Linked DNA regions of Mus musculus: region 2 is linked to region 1. The links are chromatin contacts, called in public promoter capture Hi-C maps. All regions are on one chromosome and are shown on one strand. The core of a region is the stretch at or near the end of the contact, and the rest is flanking DNA. Distances in the headings are between cores, read along the strand shown.

The links. Promoter capture Hi-C pulls out the DNA fragments that hold promoters and counts their contacts.
Region 2: a contact with region 1 is called in a promoter capture Hi-C map of the HPC-7 cell line. The contact joins the promoter of Pcbp2 here to the enhancer-like site in region 1. A contact is called at or near these places in 21 of 39 promoter capture datasets (the 3T3-L1 cell line, 3T3-L1-derived adipocytes, the C10 cell line and 13 more), 3 of 15 datasets of contacts at CTCF or cohesin (the NIH/3T3 cell line, embryonic stem cells and large pre-B cells), 10 of 484 Hi-C or Micro-C datasets (CD8 T cells, the N1E-115 cell line, the P5424 cell line and 3 more), 18 of 115 datasets of contacts at active chromatin or transcription factors (the HPC-7 cell line, bone marrow-derived macrophages, embryonic fibroblasts and 8 more) and 3 of 9 other capture datasets (adipose tissue, liver and pancreatic islet).

The regions. Positions count from the first base shown.
Region 1 is chr15:102,373,527-102,378,350 of GRCm38.p6, forward strand. No RefSeq gene overlaps it. Among named protein-coding and RNA genes, the nearest start is that of Sp7, 9.6 kb to the left of the region's middle. Within about 2 kb of position 2,790, at least 222 of the 459 cell types and tissues checked have an H3K27ac peak or open chromatin away from gene starts, as enhancers often do. A contact at or near this core is called in 3T3-L1-derived adipocytes, CD8 T cells, the HPC-7 cell line and 12 more, where this site is marked.
Region 2 is chr15:102,468,033-102,472,856 of GRCm38.p6, forward strand. Pcbp2 (poly(rC) binding protein 2) reads left to right here and starts at 2,600. Exons shown (of 15, transcript NM_001103165.1): 1 at 2,600-2,771. It overlaps Gm36331 (a long non-coding RNA gene), which reads right to left and starts at 2,464. Exons shown (of 2, transcript XR_384469.3): 1 at 2,223-2,464; 2 at 1,409-1,689.

The DNA.
Region 1 (4,824 bases), core at 1,540-4,039:
GAACATGTGTGTACCCTGTGAACATGTGATGCTACCCTGGGAACATGTGTGTACCCTGTGAACATGTGTGCACCCTGTGAACATGTGTGTACCCTGTGAACATGTGTGCACCCTGGGATCATGTGTGCACCCTGTGAACATGTGTGCACCCTGTGAACATGTGATGCTACCCTGAAAACATGTGTGCACCCTGTGAACATGTGATGCTACCCTATGAACATGTGTGTACCCTGGGAACATGTGTGTACCCTGGGAACATGTGTGTACCCTGGGATCATGTGATGCTACCCTGGTTGGGTTTCCACAGGCCAGTATTGAACAAAGACCCTCTCAGTCTCTGGGGAATGCCCTGGGTAACCCTTCTGCAGCACAGGTATTAAAACTTGGAACAACACAGAGACCCACATGGCCCCTGTGTGAGGACAATATACAAGTTCATGAAGTGTTCCATATTTTATTTTCAGAGAAAAAGTATGCCTCGAAATATGTCACATGAAATATATTAGCATCTTTAGTACTGGAGAGATGGCTCAGTGATAATGAACATACACTGCTCTTTTTTTTTTTTTTGGAGGGGGGTGTTTTGAGTCAGGGTTTCTCAGTATAGCCCTGACTGTCCTGGAACTCACTTTGTAGACCAGGCTGGCCTCGAACTCAGAAATCCGCCTGCCACTGCCTCTCGAGTGCTGGGATTAAAGGCATGTGCCACTGCGTCCAGCTGCTACATTCCAATCTTTAACTAACTTCCTCTCTCTCTCTCTCTCTCTCTCTCTCTCTCTCTCTCTCTCTCTCTCTCTCTCTCTCATGTCAGGGGATTAAACTCAGGATCTTCTACATGCTGAATAGGCAGAGCCCTGCTCTAGTTGCTCTAGTTGTTAGGATCACAGCTATATGAGAGATATAGGGTAAGTCTACAGAGAGTTGACTCACTCAGCAAACACCTACTTTATGCAGAGCACACAGAGCTAGGCACACAGGTCTGCAACCATAAACATGACTGATCCAGTTCTGTGCCTCACAAACTATCCTGTAACTAACAAAAAGAGGAAGCCTTTTAATTAAAGCAAGTAGTGTGTGCTACAGGAGACAGAATTGATCTAAGTCAGTAGTGGAAGGCTAGAAGAAAACCATATAAAGAAACCAAAAAAGCTGAAGGTGGTCCTAGCACTTAGGAGGCTGAGGTAGAGGGAGTGCGGTGCCATGAGTTTAAAACTAGCCAGAGCTACATAGTAAGATTCTACCAGAGGAAAGAAGGAAGAAAATGGAAGGAGACGAGGGAGGTATGAAGGAAGGAAGGAAGGAAGGAAGGAAGGAAGGAAGGAAGGAAGGGAAGAAGGAAGGAAGGAAGGAAGGAAGGCTCAAGGCTCAATAAAAATAAGACTTGGTCTGGCGGGGTGAGGTTGAACACACTGGCAATTACGACAATTGGGACAGAAGGCAGAAAGGCAAGAGAATTGTGAATTCCAGGTCAGGCAGCTATATCCCGACATTCCGTCCTCCAAGAAAACAACAACAAAATAGAAATATTGCAAATGCACATTGTTCCAGGGTAAGAAGAGTTAGCACCTCTGTGCATATGACTGGAGCATAGGGTGAAGGCTGAACCAGGCCTCGTGGAATGGGCCTGTATTCCCAGCTACTCCAGAGACTGCGGGCTACTCAAGAGCCCACGGCCAGCATAGGCAATTTAGTGAAGCTCTGCCACACACACAAAGGGGATGTGGGGGTTGGATTCTGTAGACAGTGGTAGAGTGTTTCACAAGCATAGATCCCAGGAGTTCCACCCCAGAACATGAGAGAGAAAGTGGGGGTGGGAAATGTCTCATCAGCTATGCAAGGTATGTGACCTTAATCCCCAGGACAACATATAGAAATGTTTGTATATTAAAAAGATAGCCCTGGCTGCAAAGATGAGCATGAAAGGGGGTCTTAGAGCCCGACAGTTCTGTGTCTGTCAGCCATTTAGTATGGTGCAAGCTTGGGCAAACTGTTTAACCTAGGATTCCTCTTCTGTAGAAAGGAGAAACAAGACAGTCATCTCTCAAGGTTGTTATAATGATTTGAAACTGTGCACAGTGCTCAGTGGGTAAAGATACCTGCCATCGTGCCAGGGGACCTGAATTCTATCCCTGTGACCTACAAGGTAAAAGGATAGCACTGACTCCTGACCTCCACCACATATGCATTGTGACACACACACACATACACACACACACACACACACACACACACTCAAAAGCAATTTGGTTTATTTGGTTTTTTGAGAAAGGGTTTCACTGTGAGCCCTGGCTGTCCTGGAACTCACTCTGTAGACCAGGTTGGCTTCAAACTCACAGAGATCTTCCTGCCTCTGCCTTTGAGCTCTGGGGCTAAAGGTATGGGCCACTACGGCCTGGCTAATTTTTTAAAACCCACAAAAATTAGAAATGTATGCTGGACCACCCACTCGATGCTAGACATCAATCACAGGGTCTCACACAAACTACATAAGCGCTCTACCACTAAACTACACCTATAACTACCACTGGACTACACCTATAATATAACTAAACTACACCTATAACTACTACCAGACTACACTTATAACTACTACCAGACTACACTTATAACTACCACTGGACTACACCTCTATCCCTTAACTATAAACAGTATCCACCGCTTAGTACTTGCTTCATACATGATACGTGTTAGTTCATCACAGGTTGCTGGAGGACAAAACTGGAGATGAGGATGGCAATTGGTGTCATCACACCAAGCCAGAGGTCAAAGTGTACGGGGTGGAAAGGAGAGCCAGCCTCACAGGAAAAATGAGCAGGCATGCAGGTTTTAAAGTTCAGTGCTGAGAATAGCTCTGGATAGTCAGTGGCTCTGCTCAGCATTGAGGAAGGGGCCAGTGCAGTATCTGAGCGTTTTCTCTCAGCATTCTAGCAGGAAGCCCCTGAATGGCTGGGGTGCCTCTAAAGAACTATTTTCCTACCCTTTGACACTCGCCCCTGCTTCTCCCATTCCGTCCTTTTCTCCTCTACTTAGAAACTTTCCCCGCTGCCCTTGTCAATGAGAGTCCGCCATCGCGCCCATCTCCACCCTCCTCCTCCATCTCAGTCAGACATCCCTCCCCTCCCCTGCATTTCAAAGCATCAAAGCACTGTTCGACTTTTTCCAAGAGGAGGCTCGAAGCAAGGCGTACAGTGAAAGTATAAGCCTCCAGCTAAAGCTGAGAAACAGAGCGGGCAGAGGGACAATGAACATAGTGAGGTCTGGGCTGGGGCATCTCCACCGCTTACGCTGGCCACCTGGGACCTCTTGCATGCCTCAGTGTCCCGGTGCTGCTGGCAGGCAAGGGGCGGGCCGGCTGGGGGCGGGGCGGGGCGCAGGCGGGGCCGGCCGGGCCAGGCGCCCGGGCAGGAGGCAGCTGCATATCTGCGGTCCCGACCACAATTGCTGGGAGTCGCGTCCCGGAGACTGGCGGCGCTGACTCTGCCCGCTGCGGCCGCCGCGCCGATTAGAGCCCGAGAGGGAGCGCCAACCCCGGGGAGGGGGGCGATGGCGGGGAAGCGCTGGTGCCCCTTGGCCTCCATCCTAGCCAACACCCCCAATGCCAAGTCGGGTCTTTCTCTGCCTCCCTTATAAACTTAGCCTCCCAGCCTTGGCTTTCTCCAAACTGGATCTAAAGCTAGTGCTTTGGGACCCTGCAACAACCTGAGGAAGTTGACATCCTGTTGACCTTTCCCTCTTCCCCAGCACCCAAAAAAGAGGACTCAGAACCTCAGGATAAGCGTTCTCGGGCAAAAGCAGATCGAAGAAGGAGCCTGAGACGCCAGAGGACAAGCATTCCGAGGCCAGAGCACCCCCTGCTGGCTGGCTCTGAGTCCCTGCCCCTCCCCCTCCAGCTGTGACCTCCAGCTGTGGTGGTTGGGAAGAGCTGGCTTCTTTGATCTAGAAGCGTGGCCACCCCCTCCAGGCGCCCCATTAACCTCCATTATCCCAATTAGGCATCCCTCCCAGTCCTGGACATGAGCTTCAAAGCCCCTTCAATGCGGAGAGGAGAGGGGCTGACTCTTTAGCCCCTCACCAAGCCAAGTCATTTTCAGGCAATACCCAGGTATCCTGGTCCCAGCTGGCATTCATGGTAGGTAATAGAACTATAAAAAGGATTCGAGAGAATAAAAAGGGAAAGGGACCCTATTTTCCAAGTTCCCAGTTTTGCATTAAATGATTGAGGTGGTAGCATCCAGGATCCTGGCTGACCTGAGATTCCCATCAACTTATTCAGCTTTATCCCATCCAGAGAGGAGCCAAGAGCCACCCTCCTCCATCCTTAATCCTATCGCAACACTCCCTCCCCTCCTCCTTCCTGTAACAATTTCCGCTGGGGGAGCCCAAGCCGGGTTCAGCACAGTGGCCGCTTCCTGGAACATTTTCCTGTATCCGAAACCGCGGCTCCCTCCCCAGGGACCCACTGATCAAGGCCAGATGGGAGCAGGGATGGGGGTGGAAGCAAAGGAGCCAGGCTCTCCCCATCACCCCCCTCCCAACACATTTGCACACCACAGGGAGCCCCTGCCCTGACACACAGACTGACATAGGCACACACCACATGCCACAGTCATACACTCATGGGCATTCGTGGCGACACAGGAACCACAGGCTGAGTCTTAGAAAGTCAACACACCCACAGATATCACCACATGCTATCTCCACCCCACCCCATCCCCGTCTAACTTCTTGGTCCTTTTTTGCTTCGTGAGGAGACTTTAGAGATCCAAAAATAACGGGATACCACCCTAGGAAGGTATTAGATTGCTTCTCTGAGGGCACCTCCTA
Region 2 (4,824 bases), core at 1,350-3,849, 94 kb after region 1:
ACACTGAAGCTGTCTTCAGACACACCAGAAGAGGGCATCAGGTCTCATTAAGGGCAGTTGTGAGTCACCATGTCATTGCTGGGATTTGAACTCAGGACCTTTGGAAGGGCAGTCAGCACTCTTACCTGCTGAGCCATCTTGCCAGTCCAGTAAACTTGTTCCTTAATTGGCTTTTTTTTCCTGGGGTTTTCCCTACTTCCTTTCCACCCTTTACCCTTTACCTTTGGCCAAATGATAAGGTTTTGTTTGTTGGTTTTTCTTTCTTTCTTCCTCTCTTTATCTCTCTTTCTTTCTTTCTTTCTTTTTTTTTTTGAGACAGGTTCTCTATAGAGCCCTGTCCAAGACAAAGCTGGTCTTGAACTCAAGAAATCCACTTGCCTCTGCCTCCTTAGTGCTGGGATTAAAAGTGTGTACAGTGACACCTGGCACCAAATGGTGTCAAATGAGGATTTTATTTTGCATTCCCAATATTAGCTCCTCATTTGGGTGGTGGAAAGAAAGACATTTGGAGTCACTTGGCTCCATTTGACTGATAGTAAAACCACAACAAGTACTGCATACACAATAGGCAAAAACACCTGTGTACAGAAAAGAGAGGAAAATGAATTTCTTTTTTCTAGGCGGTGGTGGCACACACCTTTGATCTCAGCATTTGGGAGGCAGAGGCAATTGGATCTTTGAGTGAGTACAGCCAGGGCTCCCCATAGAAACCCTGTCTTAAGAAACAACAACAACAACAACAACAAAATTTATGCATATGTGTATCTGTAGGATAGTTATGTGCACCCGAGGGTGTAAGCACCCTAGCAAGCCAGAAGAGGGCATCAGATCTTTGGAGTTGAATCTTCAGGGAATTGTGAACCCATCTACAGGGAACTGAACTTGGCTCCTTTGTAAGAACAAGTTGTTTTTGTTTGATTTTTGAGAGTGAATCTCACTATGTAGCTCTCAGTGTCCTGAAACTTGCCATGTAGATCAGGCTGACTTCAAAAGATCTGCCTGCCTTTTACCTGCATGTGCCTCGGACTCCTTACAGATGTACCTATTTATTTTGTATGGGTTTTACCTGCCATGTATATATGTGCACCACTTGTGTGCAAGTGCCTGTGGAATCCAGAAGAGGGTGTTGTATCCCATGGAACTGTGAGATCCTATGTCGGTACTGGTGATTGAACACTGAATCTCTGGGAGAACAGTTGGAGAACTATTGAGACATCGTCCCAGTCCTAACAGCCAGTGCGATGGAAAGGGCGTTTGCCATCACGCCTGATGTCCTGAGTCCGATCTTCAGGACCCGCTTGGTTGAAGGAGAAAACTGACTCCTCCTGAAAATCCTCCTTTGACTTCTTCCTGCCTGCTGTGGTGTAAGTACACACACACACACACTCAGTTTGTATACACACATACAAACCGTTTAAAAAAAGGTTTATTGCCTTTTTAAAGACACCAGGATAGTTGTCTTGTGTTGTGTACAAAATTCTGTGTTTTCAAGATGTCTTTTTTTTTTTTTTTTTTTTTTTTTTTTAAGGAGCAACAGGCAACAATAAAGCAGCGTTGCTCTACAGTCCAAGGTGGCCTGAGGTTCACCTTTGTCATCCTTAAGTTCCCCAATGGTATCAGCTTGTATCACACACTGTGCTTGGCCACAGAGTACCTTCTTGTACTGATGTTTAACTTGTTCTTTCGTTCCTATAAATGGATAATTAGACTTAATAAAAAGATTAACCAATTTGGGCAGGAATTCTAGATTATACAGTACTTCTTATATAATAGTGAGATATTCACATGATCAATGTTGTCCTAATACAGTGAAGTTTTAAAGTTACTTTTCTTTCTTTCTTTTTTTTTTTCTTTTCTTTCTTTCTTTTGATTTCTAAAAAGCCCTGTCTGTCCTGGAACTCACTCTGTAGACCAGGGTGGACTCGAACTCAGAGATCTTCCTGACTCTGCCTTTCCAGTGTTGGAATCAAGTTGGGTACCACCACCGTCTGATTTAAGAACATTCTTTTACGTTTTAATTCTTTATTATAATTATTATTGCCTGATTCAGTATCTGGGCTGCAAAATAATGATGTTTTCATTTCTTCTGCACTCACTAAAGTGGATTATTTTTAGAGTAAGCAGTTTGCCTGACACTTTCAGTCTGGCCATTCGTTTTTTATTTTAGACAACTGTTATTTTCCTTTCCCTCCCTCCTATCTTGATCCCAAAGCATTGGCCACCTCTTCGTATTTAGGCCTGAGCTTTCCAGTTCTTCCGCTAGAGGCCACTGGTATCCTCCGCGCCTCTGCGCTGCCGCTCTATCTCAGACCTCGCCGCTGGTTACTGGCCGTCTCGCTGGTGCCGACGCTGTCCAAGGAGCCGCTCTAGGCTCCGGGAAGGCGGTCCGCATTGCGTGGGGAAAGTGTGGACGACGCAGTCGACTCGCCGGCCCCCGGGGCGGTTAGCGCTTCCGGGGTCGAAGGGTGCGCGGGGTTGAAAGCGGCCCGCTCCGCCCCGTCCCCCTCCCAGACCAGCAGAGGCAGCAGCCGGAGCAGCCGCAGCCTGCGCCCTCTCCCGCCCGCCCGCCCTCCGCCCGCCCGCCCGCCCTCCGCCGCCCTCCACCCGCCCCGGGGTCTCTCTCCCCCTTCCTCCTCCTCACCCCCCCCTCCTCCGCCCGCTAGCGGGGCCCCCCTCGCCTTCCCGCCCGCCCCTATTGTTCCGCCCCCGGCCTCCCGCCCTTCCCCTTCCCGCCCGCTCCCCTTTTCCCCTCAGTCGACTCGCGCCTCCAGGTAAGCTTAAAATCTTCTGCTCCGCCGCCGGCAATAGCTTCTTCTTCCACTCGTGACATCCTTCTTGGCGGACTCCGGCCCTATTCTGGAGCCTCGGCCTCTCGTAGACCCGCATGAGCGTCTACTACTTCACTCTGCCTGCCCGGGCATTCACGCGAGGCCCTGGCTCCGGCGCGGCCTAGTAGGCCTCGCGCAGAGCCTGCCCCCTCCCCCCTCCCTCCCGGTGGCGGCTGCGCAGGAGTCAGGGAGGGCGCGCGCGCGGCAGGGGGGGCGGCGGTGGATTTGTTGGTTGAGGGGGGTTGGGGAGGCGATGGCCGGCTTGCTGGCGGGGCGGGTGAGCGCGGCTCCCCGCGGGGGTCAGGCGCTGGCGCAGACACACGAGGAGGCGCTGCTTGTCCGGCCCCTCCCCCTGGGTCGCAGCGCCCCCCCCTGACCGAACCGTTTATTCACCCCCTTTCCCAGTCAAGGGAAAGGGGGGGGGCTTTTTTTTTTTAAGTGGAAAATGCTTGGATGACCCGGGCGGGGGAGGGGAGTGGGGAGCTGCAGAGTTAAAGGGTAGGCGGACTCCCTGTTACCGAGTTACTCTGACGTTCTCTCGGGTAACGAATTTTGAAATTACAAAATGCCTGCCGCTATAAACCAGACCGAGCTATTTATAGAGGGGTAATTGACTGCAGGATTAACAGCTGGATTCCCAGGATGGGGTACACTTAGATTGACCTACTCAGGAGAGGAATTGACAGGTTTCTCAGATTACTTACATGACTTGGAGTTAAAAAAAATACATCTTCGTGCTTTACTTAAGAAATGAATTTGTAGCTAGGTTTTCAGTTTCTTTGCCTTTTGAACTTGTATAACTGTATTTCTAAGGTGATTAATATAACAGTGGGGAAGTGGAACTAACAGTTTTATACTGTATGAGGGGGTGTTAATCTTGCAGACTCAGTGAACAAGCATTGTTTTTCCATAAATGAGATGTTGATTTGTGAGGTTTTTTTTTTTTTGACAGCAATTAACTGTTTTCTGGAAATAGGGAACTGATGTGCTTTAGGGATGCATTTATGTAATCACTTACATCCTGAAGTAACCAGAAGATAGTTTGCATTATATAGAGTGGTGTGACAGTCACTTTAAAGTGCTTTAAACATACTTAAAGTATGGACTTGGGATTCAGAGTTTGGAGGCCAGCCTGGTGTTAATAGTTACATTCAGTACTGGGCAACATAGTGAGGCCCTGTCTCAAAAAAACAAAACAAAAAACCCAACAGTATGTGTATTGTGTGTGTTTATGGCAAAGTGAAAACTGACTGGTTTTATGAAGGGACAAAATTAGTTGTAGGAGGAGAGAAATCATTGATACTGATTTGAAGGGATGAATACTTGCCATGCTATTGGAGAAATTTCAGGGCTTGAGACTCTTGGAACTGTCAGTGTTTGGTGTTAAAGTATTAAAAACAAAAATATCAAAAACCAAATTCTTTGTCTACATAAGTAGTTATTTCAAAGTTGTTTCAGAGGATGAGTAAAAAGGGGCCATCTTGGCAATCTTTCATCAATCAAAGCAAATATGAAGTAAAATTTTAGTACTTTTTCTATTGTATTTGGAAGAAAATTTGGGACTAAAAAGACTTAATTGTGTGATAGTGAAAGTTAAAACAAAAGCACAAGAGAATTTTCTCAAGTGATTAGAGGAAGAATGGGAGCAAAGAACTGAGACGTACAGGATTAAATTTCAAAGGATCATGGAACCCAAAGTTGTGAAGTGTATCTTGAATACTTTTTTCTGTGAGACTCATGAGTGTAGTTATTTTTCTTGTTATTTTGTGATTGTCCCACTGTGTAGTTCTAGCAGCTGCACTTGTTTCTCAATAGGTTGTCCAAGGTAGCCTTGAACTTAAAACAATCCTGTCAAAACTTCCAAAGTGCTGAGATTATACAGAAATGTACCCTTATCCACACATCTAAACTAAAACATTTCAAAATCATTTATCATTCATCAACCTTTGAGATAAGTATATCTAAATTTTAGAAATTTCTATACTAAGTACATTTA